2 separate regions of the Columba livia genome follow, and region 1 is linked to region 2. A link is a contact called in public Hi-C data. All regions are on one chromosome and are shown on one strand. Each heading gives the region's core, a stretch centred on a gene start, on an enhancer-like site or on the middle of the called end of the contact. The rest is flanking DNA. Distances are from core to core; before and after follow the strand shown. Region 1 holds the start of BACH2 (BTB domain and CNC homolog 2). Region 2 overlaps BACH2 (BTB domain and CNC homolog 2).

The links. A called contact is a pair of places that touch in the nucleus more often than the background predicts.
Region 1: a Hi-C map of crop shows a contact between it and region 2, with 1.8 times the contacts expected there. The contact joins the promoter of BACH2 here to the enhancer-like site in region 2. A contact is called at or near these places in 2 of 2 Hi-C or Micro-C datasets (crop and liver).

Annotation. Positions count from the first base shown.
Region 1 is chr3:39,400,506-39,406,258 of bColLiv1.pat.W.v2, reverse strand. BACH2 (BTB domain and CNC homolog 2) reads left to right here and starts at 3,097. Exons shown (of 8, transcript XM_065059613.1): 1 at 3,097-3,116. It overlaps LOC135579200 (a long non-coding RNA gene), which reads right to left and starts at 2,965. Exons shown (of 3, transcript XR_010471868.1): 1 at 1-2,965.
Region 2 is chr3:39,229,329-39,234,964 of bColLiv1.pat.W.v2, reverse strand. It overlaps BACH2 (BTB domain and CNC homolog 2), which reads left to right. Exons shown (of 8, transcript XM_065059613.1): 6 at 4,209-5,636. Among named protein-coding and RNA genes, the nearest start is that of GJA10, 33 kb to the right of the region's middle. Within about 2 kb of position 1,499, at least 1 of the 3 cell types and tissues checked has an H3K27ac peak away from gene starts, as active enhancers do.

The DNA.
Region 1 (5,753 bases), core at 1,848-4,347, 170 kb before region 2:
GGAAAGTTTTGTGTTATCCATAAAGAAAACACTGAAAACTAGGTCAAGTGCTGTAAGCTCAACCAGGGATGAAGTCATAGCAGCGTGGGGAAACCACTTAATTAAGACATTCATAAAGGGAATGTGTAACCAGGAAATTTGGACATAGAGCTGAGCTAAAACCAGTTGTTGAATGTGTGGATGCAGCCTTTTCTTGAGGATACCGCTGCAGCATTCACAGCAAGTTATCCCTCAAGTATTCATGGGATAACTTCTAAATTGTGCCTCTTCACATTTATTCTTACCTCATTTTCTTGTCATTGCTTGACAAATTGTGGATCATTTGGAGAGAACACACATGACACCTCTTAGGATAATTCATATTTGTCTGGAATATATGTTTGGCTGTACTTCAGGAAAAACGGTCCAGAAATAGTTACATATGCAGAAACTTAGGTGTGAAGATAGTTGATTGCAATGGAAACAGGATCAGACTGGATTTGCTGCTGGAATATAACCAGTTTGGAAACTAACTGGGAAGCTAATACATTTAAACGTAAGATATAGGATATAAACACTGCATTTTTAAACAGTGGATTTCATTTGGTTAGTGTAATATTCTTTCTGTCTTTGAAAATCAACTCTGTTTAGTTTTTCCCCAGCTTTCTAGTGTTATATAAAGATATAATGGACCATAATAAAATCATTATCTGAATGATATACAGGAATCTGATCTCTGTCTTCTGTTTTGAGTTGGTCACAAAATTATTAATAGTATTTGGGTACCAAAGGCTGCATAGAGGTGCTTGGTGAGGTTTCAAAAAGCCTATGTGCCCCATCCCTGCTTGGCTCCAGCTTCTTTCACTCTCTGCCCATCTCCATCCTGCACAAGTATGATCTGGTTCACACTGAAGTCACTGCAATTCTTATTACAGGTTAAACAGAAAAAATAAATCTAAAATGGAGATTTTCACTTTACACTTCCTTTAAGCCAAATAGTTGTCATTCATTTTAAAATGTCGGCCAAGTAAGATAAATGACACTTATGCCTTTCGGAAATGTGCGCTGTGGGCAGAGGTACACACAGAGCGCTTTGGTTTCTGTTTGGCTGGCTCTGACCACCTGGAGCCGCATCTCCTGTAACGTGTTGTAAAGATCAGAATATATGCACTTGGAATGCAGCGGCACAATGGGCAAATAGCGTGCTCACTGAAGCATTACAAATGCTGCATGGCTTATTTTTATCTCTCTGTCCTTCTCAATATAGTATTTTTATCTCTCATGCCAATACAAAATTATTTTTTGTGTCTCTAGGGAAAACAAGGCAACAAGGAGACACAGTCCTGCTGGTGTTTAAACACATGACAAGACTCCTTACATGGTGTGGGACTTTTCACTTGCTTAACACTACATGCCTGTAGAACCAGAGCCTAACAGGTACTTGTGAGCAAGGCTTTATATGAATCTTGCTTTGAAAGGGAAAGTGAAGCTTATGAGTAAAATTTTTCAGTGGGGTCCCATTCTGCAGCCACATGTAGCTAGGAAAAGAGTAAAATGCTACTGAACTAAAAATCTTTTCACTTTACACAAGTGAATAACCATGCAAAATGCAAGCCAGAGGAGAACTATGCTTTTGCAAAGTGACAATATATTTGTCGCTCAATACAAAGAGTTAATTTTTTGTTGGCACACGATATTACATAGTTTTCTGTAGTCTAGTAGGCTTTGAAAACGCAGGTAGCCCAATGGAGCTGCTGCAATTTCAGAACACGGCACTGAAATATCTTCACAGAAATTGCTCCTCTCTCGAAGATACGGAAAACACTATATATCAGCTGTCTGTAGTGACAGGGGAAACAGAGGATGAAAATGTACAATAAAAACTGACATAAACAGAAAAAATAACAAACATGCACATGTTAATTACTGAACGTGCTTTTGTTAGCAGTAGGTCACCATCATTCTTTATTGACATTTACTGCAACTGCAATTTCTTTTTCAAGACCACTGACCCAGGAAAATGTAACCCTCTAGTTATCCAATGCCCTTTAATTAGAGATGTCTCCAGAGATAATCTAACTCACAGCCCCTATTGTGAATCATTTATTTTCCAACTTTCATCAGCCGTCTTTCATCTTAAACGTTCTTCTGTTCCAGCCTGGCTGAATAACTTGGGCCTGTAGAATGCATTTTCATTCATTTACCGGTTACCCCAATTGCATTTCGCGTCTCATGACATTTGGGGTCTCGCTCAGAAGCGCTGGCTGCCGGCACCAGGGTAATTTGCAGGAATCGCAGCCTTCCAGTTGGCAAAAGGAGCCATGGCGCCGAGCCTGGGGGTGGGAGCGGGCTCGAAAACAGGCACCTTACACCCACTGAGACCAGGCGCAGAACAAACAACCCTCTCGCGTTGTGAACCCTTGATGGGGTTTTGTTTTTGTTTTCATCCTCGGGAGCGCTTATCTGCCCCTGTGATGTTCGGCACGGCTGACTCATGACTGTTGGACGCTTGCGGTCGGCAATATAAGTAGGATGAGGCTCCCCTGGGGGCGGAGCGCATAAAATATCATCGGGATCAACGCGGCGGCCCCGCCGGCAGCCACGGGTGAGCGGGCGGGTATTTTTGGCCCTGTCTGTCACACGCTGCCCACAGCCGTCTCTGGGCCACACACCCTCGCCCGCCCTCCGCACGGCCAGGCCTGGCGGCGGTCGGCGGGCCCCGGCCTCCCCAACAAGTGCGGCCCGGGGAGTTGCACACCCCACCCGGCCCCGCCAAGGCCACGACCGGCCGCCCCGCGGGGCACCCTCGTCCCGTCCCGTCCCGTCCCGTCCCGTCCCCCCGCCACCATGGCGGCCGCCGGCCCCTCGCGGCGGACTACGCCTCCCAGAGCCCCCTGCGGCCGCCGGCGCGAGCCCCGGCGCGGGGTCCACACACGCGCGCGCACACACATACATATACAGATACATATACATATACACACACACACACACTCACACACAGCCCCCGCCCCGGGAAGAGCGGGAGGGAGTGAGCCCGTCCTGCGCATGCGCCGCTCCGTCCCGGCCGGGGGGGCGGGGCGGGGCGGGTGGAATGTCAGCGGCGCCGCTATTCGCGGAGCGGCCGTACGCCGCTTGCTGTGCGTAGGGGCCGGGGGCGGGCAAGGGAGCGGGCGGGCGCGCGCTGCGCCGTTGGCGTAGCGTTATTGTGAATGGAGCCGGGCAGCGGGGCGGGGAGGATGATGTCAGCCTGCGAATGTCAACAATGTAGCGATTGAGGGGCGGGGGCGGCGCTGGGCCGGGGCGCGCGAGGCGGCGGCGGGCGCGGGCGGGCGGCAGAGCCGGGCAGCAGCGGCCGCGGCAGCAGCGAGCGCCGCCGTCCCTCCTCCGCCGGGCTGACACCGCCGCCTGCCCCGGGTGCCGCTCCGGCAGCGACACAGCCCCGCGGTGCCGCTCCCCCCCGCCTCCCTCCCTCCCACTCTCCCTCCCTCCGCTGCGGCTTTCTCTCCTCCTCCGGCCCCCCTGCCAGCCCCCTCCCTCTCTCCCTCCCTCCCTCCCTTCCCCCTTTATTTTTCTCCGCAAGACTTTGGCTCTGGAAGCAGCTGGTTCAAAGCAATCGCCATGTGATGAGCGTCTGGGTCGGGTGTTTTTTTTTCATTTGGGGGGGGGAGGGTGCAGGTTTCTGACCGCAGAGAAATAATAAGAATTTCCGAAACAACAGCAGCAGCAACAACAAGAGCAACCCCCCCTCCCCAAACCTCCTTAGCCGTACCAGCCTTCCCCCCCCCACCCCCAACCCCGGGCCCGCTCCACCCCGCCCCACGGCCTCCCCCCCGACCCCCAAGCCGCAGCGAGAGGGGGCGACCCCCGAAAGTTGCGCGGAGGCGAGGTGAGTGCGCCTGTTCCGCGGCTCGGCAGCCCCCGGCTGGGGAAGGGGAAGGGGAGGAGGGGGCGAACTTTGGGGTTGGAGGCTGGCCGGGGTGGGGGCAGCGTGTTTTTTTTCCTCCCCGCGCAGCTGTTGCGCGGGGTTCGGCGGGGTCTGCACCCCCGCCGCGGGTTTTGCAGGAGCGCTTATTGCTTATTCCTTAAAGTGGGAAACACGCACGTTGCGTAACGCGGAGTGCGCGGCGGGCGCCCAAGTGTGCGTGTGTCCGCGGACGCGTCCCTGCGCGGCCGCCCCGACCTCCGCACCCCCGCCGGGCGGGCCGGGAGCCCCGGGGCGGGCGGGTGGGCGCCCCGGGCAGCCCCGTCCGGGAGGGCTGTCCCGGAGCTTTCCCGCGGCCACCTGCAGCCGCTCGGGGCAAGCGGGGTCCGCGCCGCACCCCCGATTGTGTCCTATCCCCCCCTACCCACACACACACCCCGTTTTTATAGGTTTGGAGAGAGATGTGAACTCCGATAACAGTTTCTTGGATCGTTAAAACGTAGCGTGTAGGCAAGGCAGCGCTCGGCGAAGACGCTGGCTGTCATGAAAGACGCTAAGTGTGAAATCATGCCTCTCCTTTTGTGGAGCAGGCTATTTTTGTAATGCAGCGGGTGTCTTGCTTAAAACGCTTCAGTTATCGTGAGATCATTGTACCCTTGTTGCTGAAGCTCCAGCAGCTCTGGAGTAAACCGCGTTTTTCGTTCTTGGAGAATAAACGTGAGGCAGGGATGGCATCTTACTAGAATTACTCTTCAGGATGTTGGAAAGACTGAAAAATTACTGTGTTACTGTTTGCTCTAGTTGAAGCCGTGACAGTGTTTTTGTGATGAAAGCCCATTTTCAAAGACTTTGGAACTGTCGCTAAACTTGTGCATGTTTTAATTTGGTATTCTGGGGCTCAAGCTAGAAACAAGTCATTTTTTTCTGTCTGGGAATTGTCAGAGATTTCTGCTGCAGATGGTGGAATGCACTGCAGTTTTAAGAGGGTGGTGGTGCTTGGGTAAATTGACTTCTTCAGGTATGTAAATACTGAAATTTGAGATAATTGTGTTTGATGAGATGAATAGAAGTATAAGGTCGTGTGTTAAGCTCTTGTCTATGGGGCTGTTGTAGCAACAGCCTTAGGATGGTGTTTTCGGAGTCTTTATATCAGACAGATAGAAATAAAATTCCACTTCAGATGTGGGCTTGTTATTTTAGAAGTGGTGTTGCCTTTTGTATCCGCCCGCCTGGCCCCCACCACTGGCATCTGGACACTTGTTCAGCAAAACGGATTGGCGTTGTACTTCCCTGCAGCGTATTGAACCTGTGCTTTCAGCATCGTTTTTCACATTTGACCCTCCAGCTTCAAAGGCTGTTCAGAAGGTGTTCTGCAAGAAATGGAAGGAAGCCGTGACTAATTGGAAAAGTAGAGGATTGAAAAATGAGGATCATAGGTCTAGTTTTTCTGTTAGTTTGCTCTGTAACACTGGAGGAGCCATTGATACTGATGTATGCCAGCACACCGAGCTGTCAAGTGGGCAAGAAAGGTCCCTGGTGATTTTGCAGATAGGGCGGTTGTCAAGATATTTGGAGATCTTTTGCACAAATGCTCAACAGAAGCAGAGTGTGCATTTCTGGGAAATGCTGTTCAGCTCTGCTGTGTAATTTGTGCTTAAACAAATAAGTATTTTGAAAACTTTTACAATTGTGAGGATGGGATGGGAAAGGTGCACAGTGAAGGTGCACGGCTGATTCACATGCTGACAGATCCCAACTGGTTAATCATCAGCGATTGTTTACGCCCAAATGTCTCACACTGGGAAGCAGTGCTAGGACAGGTATTCCTAGTCTTTTCTGACCTGGAGGCACA
Region 2 (5,636 bases), core at 250-2,749:
GCTGATTAACAACTCTCTTGACGGTGATTGTATCATTGTACTATTTCCAGCCCGTTCCTCAGTATCATAAACTCATGAGAGCGTAGACAGACAAAACACATCCCCTGGCTCAGCTAGCTCAATCTGAAAGACAAGTGGCAGATAAAGGGCCGGAGAAGTTTCTTCCTTTCACCTTAGCAGTGGTCAGGCTTGTTACTGCCGCTACGCTGAATTAACATAGACCTCCATAGCACACACTGAGCGTGGAGTACCTGTGGCAGCATGGCAGAGGCAGGAGCTGTACCTGTACCCCCTTGTGCTTGATCTCTTGGATTGCTGTAGAGCAAGATGTCCCAGATGGCTTAGGTAGGCTGCAGTAGCCGTGTCCTCTGTGCACTAGGCCTGCAGAAGGTTTTTAATTCATACAAAACCAGACAGGGACAGGAGGAGGACAAAACAAAGTGATTCATCCTTAGACTTGGCAGGGTATTTGGCATGTTTCAAGTACATGAGAGTACTCTTCTGGCCTGCCTTGAAAGATAAGGGAAAGCAAACCTCCAAGAAGCTGAAATCTTTGCTCTGCTCTTCTTGTCTGTGTGGGCATTGTTAGTTTTATGTATGTTTTACCTTTTCTCTGCCTGGTTTCCTTGTGGCAAGTCAATTCCATTTAAACAATAGAAATGGGTAGAAACTGGAGTAAAGCAAATGATCAGAGGGCAGGGAAGCACTGACTTGGCATGTGCGCTTGGACAAGGTGTCCAGTGGAGGTTCCCACAACTTAACCTGCCTAGTTAAACATTCATTTATATGGAAAATAAGGTCTAAAAGCAAACAGATCTTGGACATATGGCATCTTGTTTACAGTAGGGGAAAAAATAAACTGAGACTTTTGCTGGCATGTGTTTTACCCATCCAGGTCTCTCTCACGTGTAAATGGAGACTGCTATATCAGAGAAATGATCTGTTTCCTTCTGCAAACACAGATCAACTTGGTTTCACTAGCTATTTTTGCTGGGATGCATCAGTCAGGTCAAATCATTTCAAAAGACTGTTCTTACCTCTTCCTACAGAAATGCGCGTGTGATGGTAATACACGCAGCTTCAAAGCTTTTACTTTCCCGGTGTGTGCTGCTTATAGCCATGCTCCAGTGCCTTGATTCCAGCCTTCCTGCCAGAATGCATCAGATGCTGGCGGTCCCAAAACTGGTGGGGCTGAGGCAGGGGACCGGCCATGGCAGCCAAATCAATATTTAGACATCTTCAAGCAACAGAGTTTGTGCTGGCTTTCACAGTTGGCAGCAAGCTTTGCATGCATTTGTTACCAAAGTTATTGTTTCTGCAGTTTCAAGCATTCACACTTGAGAGATTCCTCCCTGAGGGCAATGACAAGCTCCGGGTGCTTGATAAGAAACTTTCCTGCTCTGGATCTGAAAATTGTGAGATTGTGGAAAATTGTGTCACTGGGTAAGATCTTGTAATGAAGTCAAGGCGCATGTTTGACCAGCGTTTTCATCACCCTTCCCTTGAGGCATCTACCTACCGGGCATCATGGGGAGCCCATAGCGCAGTCTCAGGCTCTGCTTCCGATGCATCCATCACTGAACAGCTGCAACAGCTGTCTTGCTGCTGTCTGTTATCACAGTAGTTTATTGGGAGTGAAAACCTGAGTCAGCGTGGGAGACAGCCTTGCTGTGGGCTGGTATGAGTCAGCCTGGGGCTCTGCAGTGTGTGGTAGGCAGGCAGGTGAAACCCTGGCCCCGCATGGAAAATTATTTTAATTTGCTTTCCAGCCGTTCCACCTAGTGGCCAAGTGACACAACTGCCAGGAGAGCTGGGTTTGTGCTCTGCAGTCCCTCCTCATCAAAAATGGACCCCAAAACCCCAGGTGGTATTTATGGTTTCTCCTACAGACCTACGCTGCTGCGGAGCTGACAAGATGTGTAGGAATATGTAAGCCCCCACACTGAAGATCTTATCAAAGAGGAACATCAGCCTGCGAGTAGCTCATTAAGTTCCCGAGCAATTTTGTTAATCATGCTGCATAGATAAAATGCAGATAGGCCTTTAGTGAGCTGATAATCTAACAAATAGGCACAAAATGTAACACTGATAAAGCAGAGATGGGTTTAATAGCCAGCTGTAAATCTAGGCAATTCTGTACCAGAGACGCATTGTAAAACAGGAATGTGCAAGTATGTAAGTATGTGCATGAAAATGCACTGTTTCTTAAAATAGCAGATACAGCAGTAATATTATGTATGGAAAAGCTATTGAGAGCAATTTTGGAGGTGTTTTAAAATATTTTTCTCTCCATCAAAGTCTGCACGACTTGTGGTATCTCATAATCCAGCATTACATGTGCAGATCTATGAATAACAAAAGCTTGTTTTTGGAAGTCAGGATTTTCTATAAAAATCTGTGAGCTCTAACGCTGGTCCTGAGGCAGTATAGGGAATTTATAGGCTTTTCATTGGGATGAACCAAATTATTCACTCAAGATTTATGCTAATCACGAACAAGACCCATCACAAATTCATGGCCTGATGTCTCACCAACCTCTCGAGCAACTTCTTGCTCAGTGGCGTTAATCCAACTGGAAGGACAGGGAAAAGCAGCTCACCTTCAGGGTATCCCATACCCACTAAATAGCATATGCTTCTGAGGAGCTGGGAACTGTGAGTCTGAACCCACACAGCCTGGGGAAGGGACCTGATTTCTACTTTCTAGGCCCCTCTTCTCATCTTTAGGCCATTTTACAAAAAGGGGACAGTAGTACCTCCTCTTCTTGTTTTTTTTTAAAGAAGAAACTGAGCTGGGAACATCTACCAGAGATATCTGTGGCCAGAAGCAGACTGCAGGCTCTGCACAGACATGTAGGTGTTTGGATGCTCTGAATGCCATCTAGATGCCTCTCACTGGTATGCAAAACATAGGGAACTCAGATTTGTGAATACCACTTGCAAGCAAGGCAAAAAGGTGTCTTGGTGAATCAAGACTCAATGGACTTGCCGAGGTTGTGTAGAACGTGTTTGATGCAGCAGGAAATTGAGTTGTGGTCTCCTAGGTCTCAACTTAGTGGCCAAAGCACTCAATCGGGAAAGCTTTATCCTTGATGGTGAGCCCTGGTTTTGAAGCAGGTTCTTGCTGCTTCATGAAGAATAGAGTTTTTCTAGTACATTTGTTTCCTGCACATTGTGGGGGAAAAAAATGCAACAGAAGTTAGTGCCAGTGCATTTTTGGTCAAAAATTAGACAGTATCTATAGTTTACCATGTGCCTTAGCAAGTTATTTGATAGGTATATGTGAAGATGTCACTGTAAAATTCTGGGGAGAGGAAGTGTCTGTTTTTCAGTATATGACATGAGAATGTAAAATATTGCATAGATGGTATGAAAAGAAAAAAGGACAAGTAGTGGTGCATAACTCAGACCTGGAGATCACTCTCCTGGAAAGTTGTTACTCTTTCTACAAAGAAAATGGTGGGAAATTATGAACTGAGACGGGACTTAGAGTGATTTATATCACTTGTACTATGAATATGGATTTCTTTCCTGTTAGCTGTACCTCAGACTCAATGAAATCAGGAATGGTATAAGGGGAATGAACTCCACGAGATGGAGAAAAGAGCTATGCAGTCATTACTTGCTCAGTGTTTATTCAGCAGTGACTTGCAAAAATCTGAGAAGAAAAAGAGGAACCAGTTTGCCCTTGAAAGAGGCAGAAAGATATTTTCTGTGAATTCTTCTATAATACTAAATGTTTCCTTCCCAAGACACTTTTAGTATTTAAAGGGTATCTTACACTTGAAACTACTGTTCACTAGAGCTTCCACTGGGGCAGAAGAATCGAATTTGAATTGGTACTTACGGGGTGGTGGGCTGCATAACAGTTAAAGTAAGATCCTTCCAAGAATTAGCAGCATCCAAACCAGCTTGGTTTTGTAGTCTTTTATTGCAGCAGCAGAGGCTTAGTTCACAGGTCTTCAAGATATTTGGGAAAAATAATGCTGAGCTCAACCTGTACAATGATGTACAGGAGGAAGATAAAGGGTGCAGTGCTAGCTACTGGATGTACCGTTGTTGCTGACCTGATAGACCAATAAATGGCACTGAGCAGGATTTATTTCTGGACACTAGATCTGTTAGGTTATCTAAGTACACAATAAAGGACTTGGGATGACAGCAAGAGCTGATGGTAACACTGGCAATTTCTCTCTCTGTTTTTTGCAGGTCACTGTCAGGGGATTTGGTCCATTGTTACAGTTTGCCTACACTGCTAAGCTGTTACTCAGCAGAGAAAACATCCAGGAGGTCATCCACTGCGCCGAGTTCCTGCGCATGCACAACCTGGAGGACTCCTGCTTCAGCTTCCTTCAGACGCAGCTGCTGAACAACGAAGATGGCCTGTTCCTGTGCAAAAAAGATACCACCTGTCAGCGCATGCACGATGAGGAGAACTCGGATGGAGACGAAGAGGAGACGATGGAGACGTCAAAAATATCTTGCCCAAGAGAGAGGATGCACCAAGAGCCCTTCAATTTTGAAACCACTGTTGCTGGAGCAGACAAAGGCGAAGGAATGCTGCCTGACTCGGACATGATGAGAGATAGCAAGGACAATTTGGACAAAGATGCAGTAACACGGTACCCTAGATACAAGAAATACCAGCTTGCTTGTACCAAGAATGTCTACAACACATCACACATCAGTACCTCAGGTTTTGCAAGCACATTCAGTGAAGAAAGCTCTGGAAATGGCCTCAAATCAGGACTGGCTATGGGGCAGATAAAAAGCGAGCCTCAGAATGAAGAGAACGATGAAGAAAGCATCACACTTTGCCTGTCTGGAGATGAACCTGACATCAGGGATAAAGAAGGGGATGTTGAAATGGACAGGAAGCAGCCAAGCCCCACTTGTGTCGACAGGCCGAAAAGTGGGTCCTCTCCTTCTTGCTTGCGGTCTTTCTTCAACAGAACAAAAAGCATAGATTTGGTTGGCTTCCCCAGCACTTCCCAACAGCACTTTGGTAGGAGTCCAGCATGCCCTTTTGAAAAAGGGACAACTCAGGGTGACCACAAAACTGATTACGTCCCTTTCACAGGGAACTACGGACAGTCCCATGCCATGCAGAAGGATGCTTCCAACTTCACAGTGGGATCACCACTCAGGGGGCCCGGCTTTGAAACTCTCTGTAAGCAAGAAGGGGAACTGGACAGGAGGAGTGTTATATTCTCTTCAAACGCTTGTGACCAAGTAAACACTTCGGTGCATTCATATTCCGGCGTGAGCAGCTTGGACAAAGACCTCACTGAGACTGTGCCAAAGGGTCTGTGGGCTGGCAGCAGCCAGTCTCTCCCCAGCTCCCAGACCTATTCGCACAGCGGACTGACAGCTGATCACTTGCCGGGAAGGATGCGGCCGAACACCAGCTGTCCGGTGCCAATTAAAGTTTGCCCTCGCTCTCCTCCTTTGGAAACCAGAACCAGGACCTCCAGCTCGTGCTCTTCCTACTCCTACGCAGAGGACGGCAGCGGTGGCTCTCCCTGCAGTCTGCGTCTTTGCGAGCTCTCCTCTTCCCCATGCTCCCAAGGCCCCCGATTCCTGGCGCCCGAGCACCAGGAGCCCGGCGTGGTGGGGGATGGATTGTACAACCCAGTC